Linked DNA regions of Sus scrofa: regions 2 and 3 are each linked to region 1. Evidence: chromatin contacts called from public Hi-C and HiChIP or PLAC-seq data. All regions are on one chromosome and are shown on one strand. The core of a region is the stretch at or near the end of the contact, and the rest is flanking DNA. Distances in the headings are between cores, read along the strand shown.

Evidence for each region. Hi-C and Micro-C count contacts between places; a contact is called where the count stands out from the background. HiChIP or PLAC-seq counts read pairs in DNA pulled down with a chosen protein or histone mark.
Region 2: a contact with region 1 is called in an H3K27ac HiChIP or PLAC-seq map of alveolar macrophages. The contact joins the promoter of NCOA6 here to the promoter of GSS in region 1. A contact is called at or near these places in 1 of 5 promoter capture datasets (liver), 2 of 47 Hi-C or Micro-C datasets (liver and skeletal muscle) and 2 of 2 datasets of contacts at active chromatin or transcription factors (alveolar macrophages and skeletal muscle).
Region 3: a contact with region 1 is called in a Hi-C map of liver, with 2.8 times the contacts expected there. The contact joins the promoter of ACSS2 here to the promoter of GSS in region 1. A contact is called at or near these places in 2 of 5 promoter capture datasets (both in liver), 14 of 47 Hi-C or Micro-C datasets (fetal heart ventricle, heart right ventricle, liver and 6 more) and 2 of 2 datasets of contacts at active chromatin or transcription factors (alveolar macrophages and skeletal muscle).

What each region holds. Positions count from the first base shown.
Region 1 is chr17:38,340,200-38,343,789 of Sscrofa11.1, forward strand. It overlaps GSS (glutathione synthetase), which reads right to left and starts at 2,054. Exons shown (of 13, transcript NM_001244625.1): 1 at 2,014-2,054. LOC106506661 (a long non-coding RNA gene) reads left to right here and starts at 2,121. Exons shown (of 3, transcript XR_001302099.2): 1 at 2,121-2,345.
Region 2 is chr17:38,220,281-38,223,870 of Sscrofa11.1, forward strand. NCOA6 (nuclear receptor coactivator 6) reads right to left here and starts at 1,624. Exons shown (of 16, transcript XM_021078293.1): 1 at 1,418-1,624.
Region 3 is chr17:38,258,698-38,262,287 of Sscrofa11.1, forward strand. It overlaps ACSS2 (acyl-CoA synthetase short-chain family member 2), which reads left to right and starts at 1,591. Exons shown (of 18, transcript NM_001143695.1): 1 at 1,591-1,819. The coding sequence starts at 1,642.

The sequences.
Region 1 (3,590 bases), core at 804-3,303:
GAAAATACTTTTGAGAAATTGCATTAGCAAGATGGAAACAACTGAAACCCAAGTGCCGGATGTAACAGGAAGAGTCCAACCCAGAGCTGCCCAGAGACACAGGGTGAACCAACTCACACTTTGACACTGATTTTGCAGCAGGCCCCGGGGGTTTAAGAAAGATCTGGACAAAAATCTGGAAACCCCAGTCATTAATTTTGTTTTGCCCTATTGTCATTTGAGTTTAGGAACAGAATATGGCTGCCAGCTCAGTGGTCCCAGGAAGAGAGCTGACAAGTAACCTCCATCACATTCAGCTCCATCCCCCACTCTCCATGACAGAACTGATGCTAGACCAATCCTGAAAGTTTGTCAGCCTCAGCACAATGTTTTGAAAGGATGAACATGTGATTTAAAGAGGGTCCTGACATCATCCAACGTCAGGTGAGACATAGATAAGGGCAGTCAGAGTTAGAGAACAAAGCTCTGGGGTCAGTCAGACCTGGGTTTAAATCCATAATAATTACTTCCTTTATAAATAAGGGCATCATGTGGATTAAATGAGAAAAAAATGTGTGTGCAGGGTCTTAGCAGTGTTTGAAGCTCTGTACATGGGAATTTCTTTTGGCTGTACCCATTCTACAGGTGGAAGGCTTGTCAAAAGTCAACCAGCAACCTGGTGGCAGAGCCAAGACTAGAAACTGTGACTCTGACATTGGAGCAATGGAACCCTCCACTGGCCCCCATCTCTTCACAACTCTGGGATTCTGACATCTCTGCCTGCTGTTGGGCTTTTGTTTAGTTGGTAAACACTGACTGGCATCTAATGTCAGGACTCAGGACATAGAGAAAGCTAAGACAAAAAAAAATCACTATGAAAAGTGCTAATCGGGTCCTTTGTTTTTCTCATTCTACAGTTTCAACCCTTCTTGTGGCTTTATTTCTGTTGTGCTGATGACACTCAAATCTGTACCTTCACTGTACTGTCACTTTTCCTGACCTTCAAAGGAGAACATCCAACTGCTTACTGAGTCTCCAAAGAACCAGAATAGACTGTGTAGTTGTCTCCCCACAAATCTGCTCCTACTCTTGATCAACCCCCCAGCCAGGCACCCAAGCCCTGTATACACTTCTCTCCTACACTCTATTCTCCCCCCAGATCCTGTGGATTCTATCTAAATATATGTACTCTGAATTCCTTGATTTCTCTCTACCTCCACTGTTAAGATCCTAGTTCTGGCTACCACCATCTTTTCCTTGGGCACTAAACAGATTCAGAGTGAGGTATCTTCAGTGACTAGAAAAACACCAGCTTCTCTCCTGCTCCCAGGCATTAGCACTTGCTTTTATCTCTCTTTGGGACAATCCCCACCACTCCTGACCAGCGTTCACGGCTGTTTCACAAGCTGTCCCTAGTCTCTGCCCAGGGCTTCTTTCTACAACCCATTAATTTCCCTGTACCACAGGGAATAGCATGTGTGTTTTGATCACATCTCTAGCTCCAGAGCCTACTACTGTATTCAGTGAATGTTAAATGAAAGAACGATGATGACTGACAGGCTAGGGCCAGATCACCAAAAGTCTTAAAACGCCCACAAGAAAACCTGGTCGGACTTTAAATCCGGGCAAGGCCAACGCCTGCGTGAGGCCCGGGGCAACACCACGGTCTCCTGCCCAGGCCTGTCCCACCTCTACGGGCCCGCTCGCTCCCATCCTGGACAAAGTCTGGCTCTAATCGCTCCCAGTTCTATTGTGGTTTAAAAAACAAAAAACCCAAACTCCGGTTCTAGTCTCACGGGCACCGATCCCCCGCCACCTGCCCGACCTGAAGTCAGGAGATCTAGGGAATTTGGAATCCAGAAGCACCAGCCCCACCCCCTAACTGGACACCAGGTTCCAGGTCCCCGCCGTGCGTAGGAGATGCAACATCTCCTGGCCTCCGGGGTTCCTATCGCGAGCCAGACCCCTCCCTCATGGCCTTCCTCCCGAAGAAACGTGACCCTTGCCGGCCGCCGTTGCCGCGCCCCAACCTACTCGTTCGTCGTCCCGCCGCGCACCGTACTCAGACCCGTAGCGCCCTAACCCGAGCTTCAGGAGGCGGGGCCTCGATACGACCCAACGCGCTTGCGCAGGCCGCCCCGCCGGATCCCCTAGAGCAGAGCGGGGGAGGAGACCCGTTCCTCCGGAGCTGGACGGTGGCTGGGAAGGGGCAGTCCGTGTGAGGGCAGCCTTGGCCTACGGGGTGCGTCGGCTGGACCCAGGCGGACAGGACCTTGGGAGGGAGGGGAGGAGCCCTGTAGGTTCCGCGGAGAGCTACGAGTTTGCTTAGCTCGCAGGACGTCAGAGCTGGTGACGTCCGATGCAAGGTGGGGAAACCGATACCCAGAATGGAACAGTCACTCCCTGGGAGACACACAGTTGGTGGTGGACAGTGTGGTAATAAAAGGCCCTGAGACGGGGTGGGCTGCCAGTGTTGAAACCCAGGCTTTAGCTTTGTACCCAGCTGGGTCCCAGAGAAGAACACCAGATTTCTGCAACCCTGGGGCAGCTGCAGGAAAAGCCTTCAAGGTGAAAGGAAAATATTTTCATTTTTCCAGCAGTTTTTAGAAATGTTTCAGGGTGATCCATTGCTTCTCAAAATGTCCACTATCACTTGCATCAGGATGTGGGGCAGTTTTTGTTTGCTTTTTTAAATGCAGATTTTTGATCCCTACCCTCCACCTTACCCCTTGGCAGCTCCCCAGCTGCTCTGTGATAGGATTCTCTCAGTCTGAAGCACCTGATAGGAATTTTAGTTAAACTGAATTTATCAGTTCAGGCTCTGGGGAATTAACTATGAATAAGACAGAGGCCCTGCTTTCACATCTGATTCAAAAAGTAGACAGGTAAGGGAGTTCCTGTTGTGGCTCATCTGGTTAAGACCCTGACATAGTGTCTGTGAAGATTTTGGTTTGATCCCAGCCATAGCTTGGTGGGTTAAGGATCCAGTATTGCTGCAAGCTGCTGCATAGGTAGGTAGGTAGGCCGGCAGCTGCAGCCCCTATTCAACTCCTAGCCTGGGAGCTTCCATATGCTGCAGGTGTGGTCCTTAAAAAAAAAAAAAAAAAAAAAAAAAAAGGTAAATGGTGTTTGGGGGGAAATGGAGAAGGCTTTTAGGGTTTGGAAGGATGGATAGCGATGTGTAAGCAGTGAAGGAAATGAGGGTGAAGGTGAGAGGCAGGAATGGGAACTGGGTACCAAGTAGCAGTAGCAGAAACAGCAAAGGCAAATAATTCTGAATGTGGCTAGTCTTGTTTTAGAGACAGTGAAGAGTTTGGCGTAGGTGCTGGGGAGAGCCCGGAAGTTGGAGCAGACTTTTAGGAGCTCAGTCTTGAGGAGCCGTTGATGCTAGATTTAGAAGTTTAGCATTTGTCCAATGAGCTAAGGATTTTAAGCAAGAGAGAGACACAGAGTGTGAGGTGCTGGTTATGGCATGTCAGATGCTTTGTAAGTGGGGAGATCAAGGCCAGGAACAGAGCTCAGAGAAAGTTAAGGTGTGAGATGATGAAGCAGGGCTGAGGAGATGGAGAGAAGGGAACAGATTAAAGAGAGATTTAGGAGAGAGAACTATG
Region 2 (3,590 bases), core at 374-2,873, 120 kb before region 1:
TTTCCCTTGCCAGGGACAGAATGTGAGCCACAGCTGCAGCAATGCTGGATCCGTCAATCCACCGTGCAGGCCAGGGATGGAACCAGCACCTCTGCAGCGACCCAAGCTGCTGTGGTCAGATTCTTAACCCACTGGGCTCCTGTATCCCTTTCAGTTTTTGTACTAGACAAACTCATTACAAAAACAAAATAAATTATTTAATGATTCTTTGACATATGCTGCCATGCTTGACTCCCTAACAATTTCTCCCAGCTAGCAAATTCCTCTAAGACAATGTGTTGAATGAGACAGCAGCAGGCTAAGTTCCAGTACCTCTTCTGCCATTAACTGCTTAGATCTTTAGAAGTCATGTTTTCCTTTCTGTCTCAGCTAAAATCACTACATGATCTGAAATCCTTACATGATCTAAGAACTATACATTCATTCCTCTGCACCATTCCTACTGGCTTCACTAACACCTTTCGGATGACCTCCCCAGGTGACCCTGCTCTTAAAACAGTGGGCTGTTCCCTTCCTGGGAAGACACCTTGGGTCACCGCCCACAAACAGCCTGGTCCCTCCTTTTAAAGACACACACAAACTCCCAAAGTTGATGGAGACTCTTCTGGCCAACCACTTTCATTCCGCATCTCTTGCTGGCCAGCTCCTGCATCCAAACCTCAGTCCCCCTTTTCTCTTTTCCTCATCAAAGCCTTACTTTATTCTGTTCCTCTTCCCAATGAGGAGTGGAGGATCCTGAGGGCAAATATGTCCTCAGCCCCCTGGGAGTTATACGGACTTGCCCTGAGACTCCGAAGACTGCCCCCAATCTGATACCAGCGTCTGTACCTAAAGGGCCCCCATTTCTAATCACAACCCCAAAGAACTGTCCCAGCCCTGACAGCCTGAGCTCAGATCCCACGCCCCTCCGCGCCCTACCTGCCTGGGATCATGAACACTGCCTAAACCAGCTCCAGATCCTGCTCTCCTAGCCCCAGTGATCCAGACCCCAGCTCCGTTTGGACCCAACGTCCCTTCTCCGCGACCCCGACCACGACCCCACGTCCGGCTCCCGCCAGTTCTTCGGGCCTGGAGCGCCACCCGGTGCAGACCCTGGCCGGCTCAGCACTCCCTGAGCGCCCCAGACACCTTGTCCTGCACCCTCCCCATCCCGCCCAAGCCCCCCGCTCCCTCCAGCGCCCCCGCCCGTAGGCCCGGGGCCCGCTCCCCAACATGGCGACGGGGACACGAGCGCGGCGGGCAGGCAGGCGGGGCGGCTCCGGGCCGGGCCCGCACAGGGGCCGTGCTCCACGGTCGGCCGGCGCCATTTTCCCGCGCCGGGCCCGGGCGGCGCCTCCTTCCCACGAAGCTAACCGGGCCAGCACCAGGGACGCCCGGCGGGCCCACCCCTTACGGGCCCGCGTCGCCGTCACCTCACCTGAGCGCGGCCCCAGCCCTCCCGGGCGGGCCTCGGAGCACCGGCCCGGGCCGTGGATGCCCGCGGCCCTCCGTGTGTCCGTCCGTCCGTCCTCGCCTGCGCGGGTCTATCTGGCCGTCGGCTCCCGGCCGCCCGCAGCCCGACCCGGCTGGGCCTCAGGGAGCCGGCGGGGAGGGGGATGGGCCGGACCGGGCCGGGGAGGGAGGGGGAGGGAGGGAGAGAGGGAGGGAGCGCGGGAGAGGGCGGGGCGGACTAGGGGCGGGGAATTGGCCACGTGACCAAACGTCTCCGAGTGCGCGAGGTAGCGCGCGCCCGCTCACTTCGGTATAGAGCTTAGTGTGGCGATCTGCTGGTTTTGTATCTCGACGAGGTAGTGTCGTCAGTGGCTTCTGCCTCCACTTTGCAGTCACTGCACAATCCTATAAGAGCCCTCTGGCTGAATGTCCTTGGGCAGGTCAACTCTCCATAAGCCTCGATCTATGCACATGAAATATACAGATAATAATAGTGTTTGCAAAGAGGAAATGAAGGAAGGCATGGAAAGCGCTTGACACAGTGCCTGACACATAGTATGTAATAACGTTAATGATGATAAACTTTAGCCTTTATTATTTGCTTGTAAGTCCCTCTCTACTTTCTCCCATCACAGTTGCCCTACCAAGCTCTGAAGGTACAAGGGAGTGTGGCCCCCTCCCCTCTCCACAACTGTAGGAAGGCCTACCCAGCACTGATGTCTGTCATAGGCCTGCATTCGGATCTGGCTTTCACTCGATAGCTATGTGATTTTCTCTGCCTCTGAACTCAGCTTTCTCATCTATAAAATGGAAATTAAAGGTCTGTTACAAGCATCATATTAGATTGCACAGCTCAGGCACACTAGTCTTATCTAAGAAAAAGAATCCTTTCATTCCACAAATATTTATTGAGCACACACTCTGTGTGTGCCCGGACTGGTGAAGTAGCCATCTAAGGCCTTTTCATGTTCTCCTTAGCTCCCCTTCGATCTCTTTTCCACCCTCCTGTTAGAGTAATGTTTCTAAGAAATCTGATCATGCCTCTCCTGTATTTAAAACTGTTTGATGGGGAGTTCCCTTCATGGCTCAGCGGTTAAGGAACCCAACTAGGCTCCATGATGATGCAGATTCCATCCCTGGCCTCCTTCCGTGTGTTAAGGATCCTGCATTGCTATAGCTGTGGCTTAGGCTGGCATCTGTAGCTCTGGTTCGACCCCTAGCTTGGGAACTTCCCTATGCTGCAAGTGTGGCCCTAAAAAAAGCAAAAGCAAAAAAAAAAAAAAAAAAAAAAAAACTATGTGATGGCTCCACACTGCTCTTAAGATAAAGGCCAAATGGGAGTTCTTTTGTGGCGCAGCAGGTTAAGGATCCAGCGTTGTCACTGCAGTGGCTTGGGTTGCTGCTGTGGTGTGGGTGCGATCCCTGGCCTGGGAACTTCCAAAAGATAAAGGCTGAATAGTAGTTCCCATTGTGGCTCAGAGGGCTGAGAACTCTACATAGCATTCATAAGGATGTGGGTTCAACTCCTTACCTTGCTCAGTGGGTTAAGGATCTAGCATTGCTGCAAGCTGTGATGTAGGTCGCATATGTGGCTATCTGGTGTTGCTGTGGCTGTGATACAGGCCGGCAGCTGCAGCTCCAATTTGACCCCTAGCCTGGGAACTTCAGAATGCAGTGCAGCCGTAAAAAGAAAAAAAAAGAAAGATAAAGACCAAATATCTGTCTCACTTTTGCCCTTCCCACATCTCCAGACTTCTCTCAGGCCCTCTTCCCCTCTCTGGAGTGGCTGAAACTACACTGACCTTCACACATTGTACTTCCTCTCTTCTCAGGACCTTGCACATACTGATTCTTCCACCTGAAATATCCCCCCTCCTTGGATAATTCATCAGCCTCAGATCCTAGTTCAAACATCACTACGCCAAGTACACCTTCCCTGAGAACTCCCCAGACAGGTTCCCCTTGCCCTCAGTAGGATTACTGGGTTGTTTATTGCCTGTCTTCACGAGGCTGTGGACCAAATTAGGAGGAAGACTATATATCTTATTTACTGCTGTTTCCTCATGATATAGCAAAGTGCCTGGCACAAAGGAGATGCTCAATAAATATTTGTTGTGTGTGAATCCCCAAAAGTGTGGAGAAAGATAATGAAAAACATA
Region 3 (3,590 bases), core at 341-2,840, 82 kb before region 1:
TAACCCACTGAGCAAGAGCAGTGACCGAACCCGAAACCCCATGGTTCCTAGTCGGATTCGTTAACCACTGCGCCACGACGGGAACTCCGAGTCTGTATCTTTTATATCTCCTAGGAGAAAGCCCAGTAGGGTCAGTGACCTTCAATGCCATTCATATCCTATCAGCAGCCCTTCAGTGAGATCTAAGATCACTCAATAAGATTTATTCTCCCTTGATGGAGTCCTTGTGCTATCAGTGAAATGTGTGCCCCTTTAGAGCAATTAATGCCTCCTTGATGAAGTATCTGTCCTCCCAGTGGGGTCCATGTCCATTCCTTGAGGTCTGTATCCCTTCAGGGAGCCTTGAAACCCTTCCCTCAGGATTAGGTAGCTCTGGATCATAGGTCTGACCATGGGGGTGGGGGGCAGTGTTTGTTTTTCCATTTGGGTTGTGTTGGGCTTGAGTTGAGCTAATTAAAGAACAAGGGAGCAGGTGGGAAGAGAGGCTGAGCCAGATGGGGTCCTGTGTAGGCTTCAGGAAGTGGGGAGTGCCTGCTTTGAGCCTCTGAATCATTCTTGGAATTAGATATTTAAGGATTTTTTCTGCCTTTACAGCCATTCTGTGAACCAATGGGTGGTGTGAGCCCTTCTTAGTGGTGAGTACAGGTGGGAGATGAGGGTCCTGGTTGGCCTCTCCTTTCTGGAGTGGAAGGGCTAGAGGGAAGTCAGAGGTATTTGAGCCCAGGTGGGGCAAGGGAGACGTCTCTTGGTGAAGAGACCGGGAAGGAAAGAAGGGGAAGGAAAGTGAGTGATTCCTTCTGTTTACATACACTTTGTCATTTCACAAGCCACAGCTTCAGCCAAATGAGGCTGGTAAAAAGACCTGGAGTCAGGACCTAGGTTTGGCTCTAACATGTCGTCGTTTTCTCTGTGACCTTGTACAAAGTCCTCCCTTTACCTAAGTTTACCATTTATGTAATGGGGAGATGGGTTTATTAGCAGAGACCTGAAGGCACCTCCTAGTCTTCACTCAGTTTTTTGGATGGAAGTTTGCGCAATCAGGGAAAGTAAAGACCTATCCTCGGGGGTGGGAGAAAATTGGAGTTTACTTAGTGTAGGGGATAGTTCCCCCAGAGGAAAGGTGTCACCCAGAAAGGACACCTCTTGACTTTTCAACTCTGTGGGGTGACAGGCTGTGCGATCAGACCACTGGGCGGCTCAGCTCTTTAGCCCAGCTCTTTCCCGCTGAGTCCCGCCCTAACACAAATCTACATCTGTAACTCCAAGATCCCACCCAACCCTGGTCACTCCATGGTCCAGCCTCCTCTCCTGTCACATCCAGCCTCGCCACTCCCCCTCACTCCATGGGCCCACCCTCTCTCCTGTCACGCCCGGCCCCACCCCTTCCGTAAGTCAGCTCCGCCCCAAACCCCTAGCAAAGTTCCACTTGCCCTCCTGGGTTTCTTTGCTAGCCCTGGTCCCACCCCCACCAGGCCCGGCTCCGCTCTCCCGGACGCCCAACAACCAGGACAGGCCTAAGCCACGCCTCTGCCGTCAAGCCCCTCCCCTTCCTTAAGGCCCCGCCCTTCGGTCTGCTTGTTTTCCCCGCCTGAGCGCTGGAGGCAACAGCTAAGGCGGGTTCTGTGCAAGGAACTTGAGGCAATGGGGCTTCCTGAAGAGCGGGGCCGGAGCGGCCGCGGGAGCAGGGCCCGGGAGGAGGCTGGAGCCCGGAGCTGGGCTCGGAGTTGGTCTCCACCGCCCGAGATCATCCGTTGCGCGCACGTCCCTTCGCAGCAGCGTTACGCAGAGCTGCACCGGCTCTCTGTGGAGAACCCGCAAGGTGAGGCCCAGCTCCGGCGGGCCTGAGGGACGTCAGGGAGGAGAGAAGTGGGGGTGCACAGGGGAGTGAGGAGTTGGGGGCGTTCTGTGCGGAAATGGGGTTCCGTGGAGAGATGAGGGGTTTTGGGGGGAGCTGGGGTTCCCTCGGAAAGTTGAGGGATCCGTGAGCAGATAGCGGTTCTTTGAGGACATGGAAAAGGGGTTCCAGGAGGAGAGGGGAGTTCTCTGAGAAGGAGAGTTCTGTAGGAAATAAGGATTCCCTAAGGTCTGGGGAGTTCCTTGGCGACTTGGGGGTCTCGTGAGGAGGTGAGGAGAGTAAAAGTGTCCTGGAGAGAGTTTCTCAGGTGAACAGACAGGTTCTTAGAGGCGCCTTGAGGGCAGGCTGGCCACGGGAGAACTTTCTCCGCACCCTTTCACGCCGGTCCCACCATTGCCTCCTGACACCTTTCACCTGTTAGTCCCACTGCAGAAGGGCAGTAACCGGGCTGGGTCCCATCCTGGGGTCCTCAGATGAGTAGTGGAGTCCCAGATCTATTTTTAGTATTTCAGAAATCCCAATGGAAACTACAATATAAGACTGAACAAGTCACTAAAATGTCTTTTAAAATAACTGGGGCTGGGATCGTAATCACTCAGAGTTTTGGATAGTTCTATGTCTTTGGGAATATGTAAGTAAAATTCTCGGTCTTTGCGGTCAAGCTAGGTAAGGAGTCACAAGTATAGCTGAGTTGGGAGCTGCATGATGTTGGCAGTGGGGCAAGAGTGAGCCACTGTATCAATCCCAGAAAAATCTGGATTTAGATCCTGGCTCTGCCACTCATTTACTGTGTGGTCTTCTGGAGATTTAAAAACCTGTCTGAAATTCTTTATCTATAAGAGAGGGGTAGTAATAACTGCCTCGTGGGTTGTTTCAGGGCAAAAGTGAGTACTAAGTAAAGTGTGCATTATAGAGTGCCTGAGGCACAGTAAGCGCAGGTTGTTTGAAGGCTAAAGTGAGTACAAAGTGTGCATTGTAGAGTGCCCGATGCACAGCAATATCTAAATAGCGCTAAGGAGGAGCTCCGGTTGTGACGCCGCGGAACCGGACCCAACTAGTATCCATGAGGATGAGGGTTCCATCCCTGGCCTTGCTCGGTGGGTTGGGGATCCTGTGTTGCTGTGCCTGTGGTGTAGGCCGGCAGCTGTAGCTTCAATTCGACCCTAGCCTGGGAACTTCCATTTGCTGCAGGTACAACCTTAAAAAGCGCGCAAGCACACACACACACACACACACACACACACACACACACACACACACACACACACACACACACACACACACACACACACACACACACACACACACACACACACACACACACACACACACACACACACACACACACACACACACACACACACACACACACACACACACACACGGCGGTTAGTTTGATAACAGTAAGAATGTGGATGAAGCAATTACCGAGTAATGCAAGATAAGACTGAAGTGCAGCAGTTGATTGCTGCAGGCAGTGTCCGAGTTTGAATCTTCGCACCTTTTTTTTTCTTCAGGTGTTCATGTAGATATTTATTGACTACATTTGCCTACATAGAGACCATCTTACTACTTATTAATTTATACCTCACCCTAGAAAAAAATTACACTTAAAAGAGTTGGTTGGTAATTCTTTCCTCGCCAAAGTTTGTAGTCTTTACAAAAGAATTCACAATAGGCTTCCTTTACTGGGGAAATGAGCCAATATCTTTTTTTTTTTTTTTCTTTTTTCAGC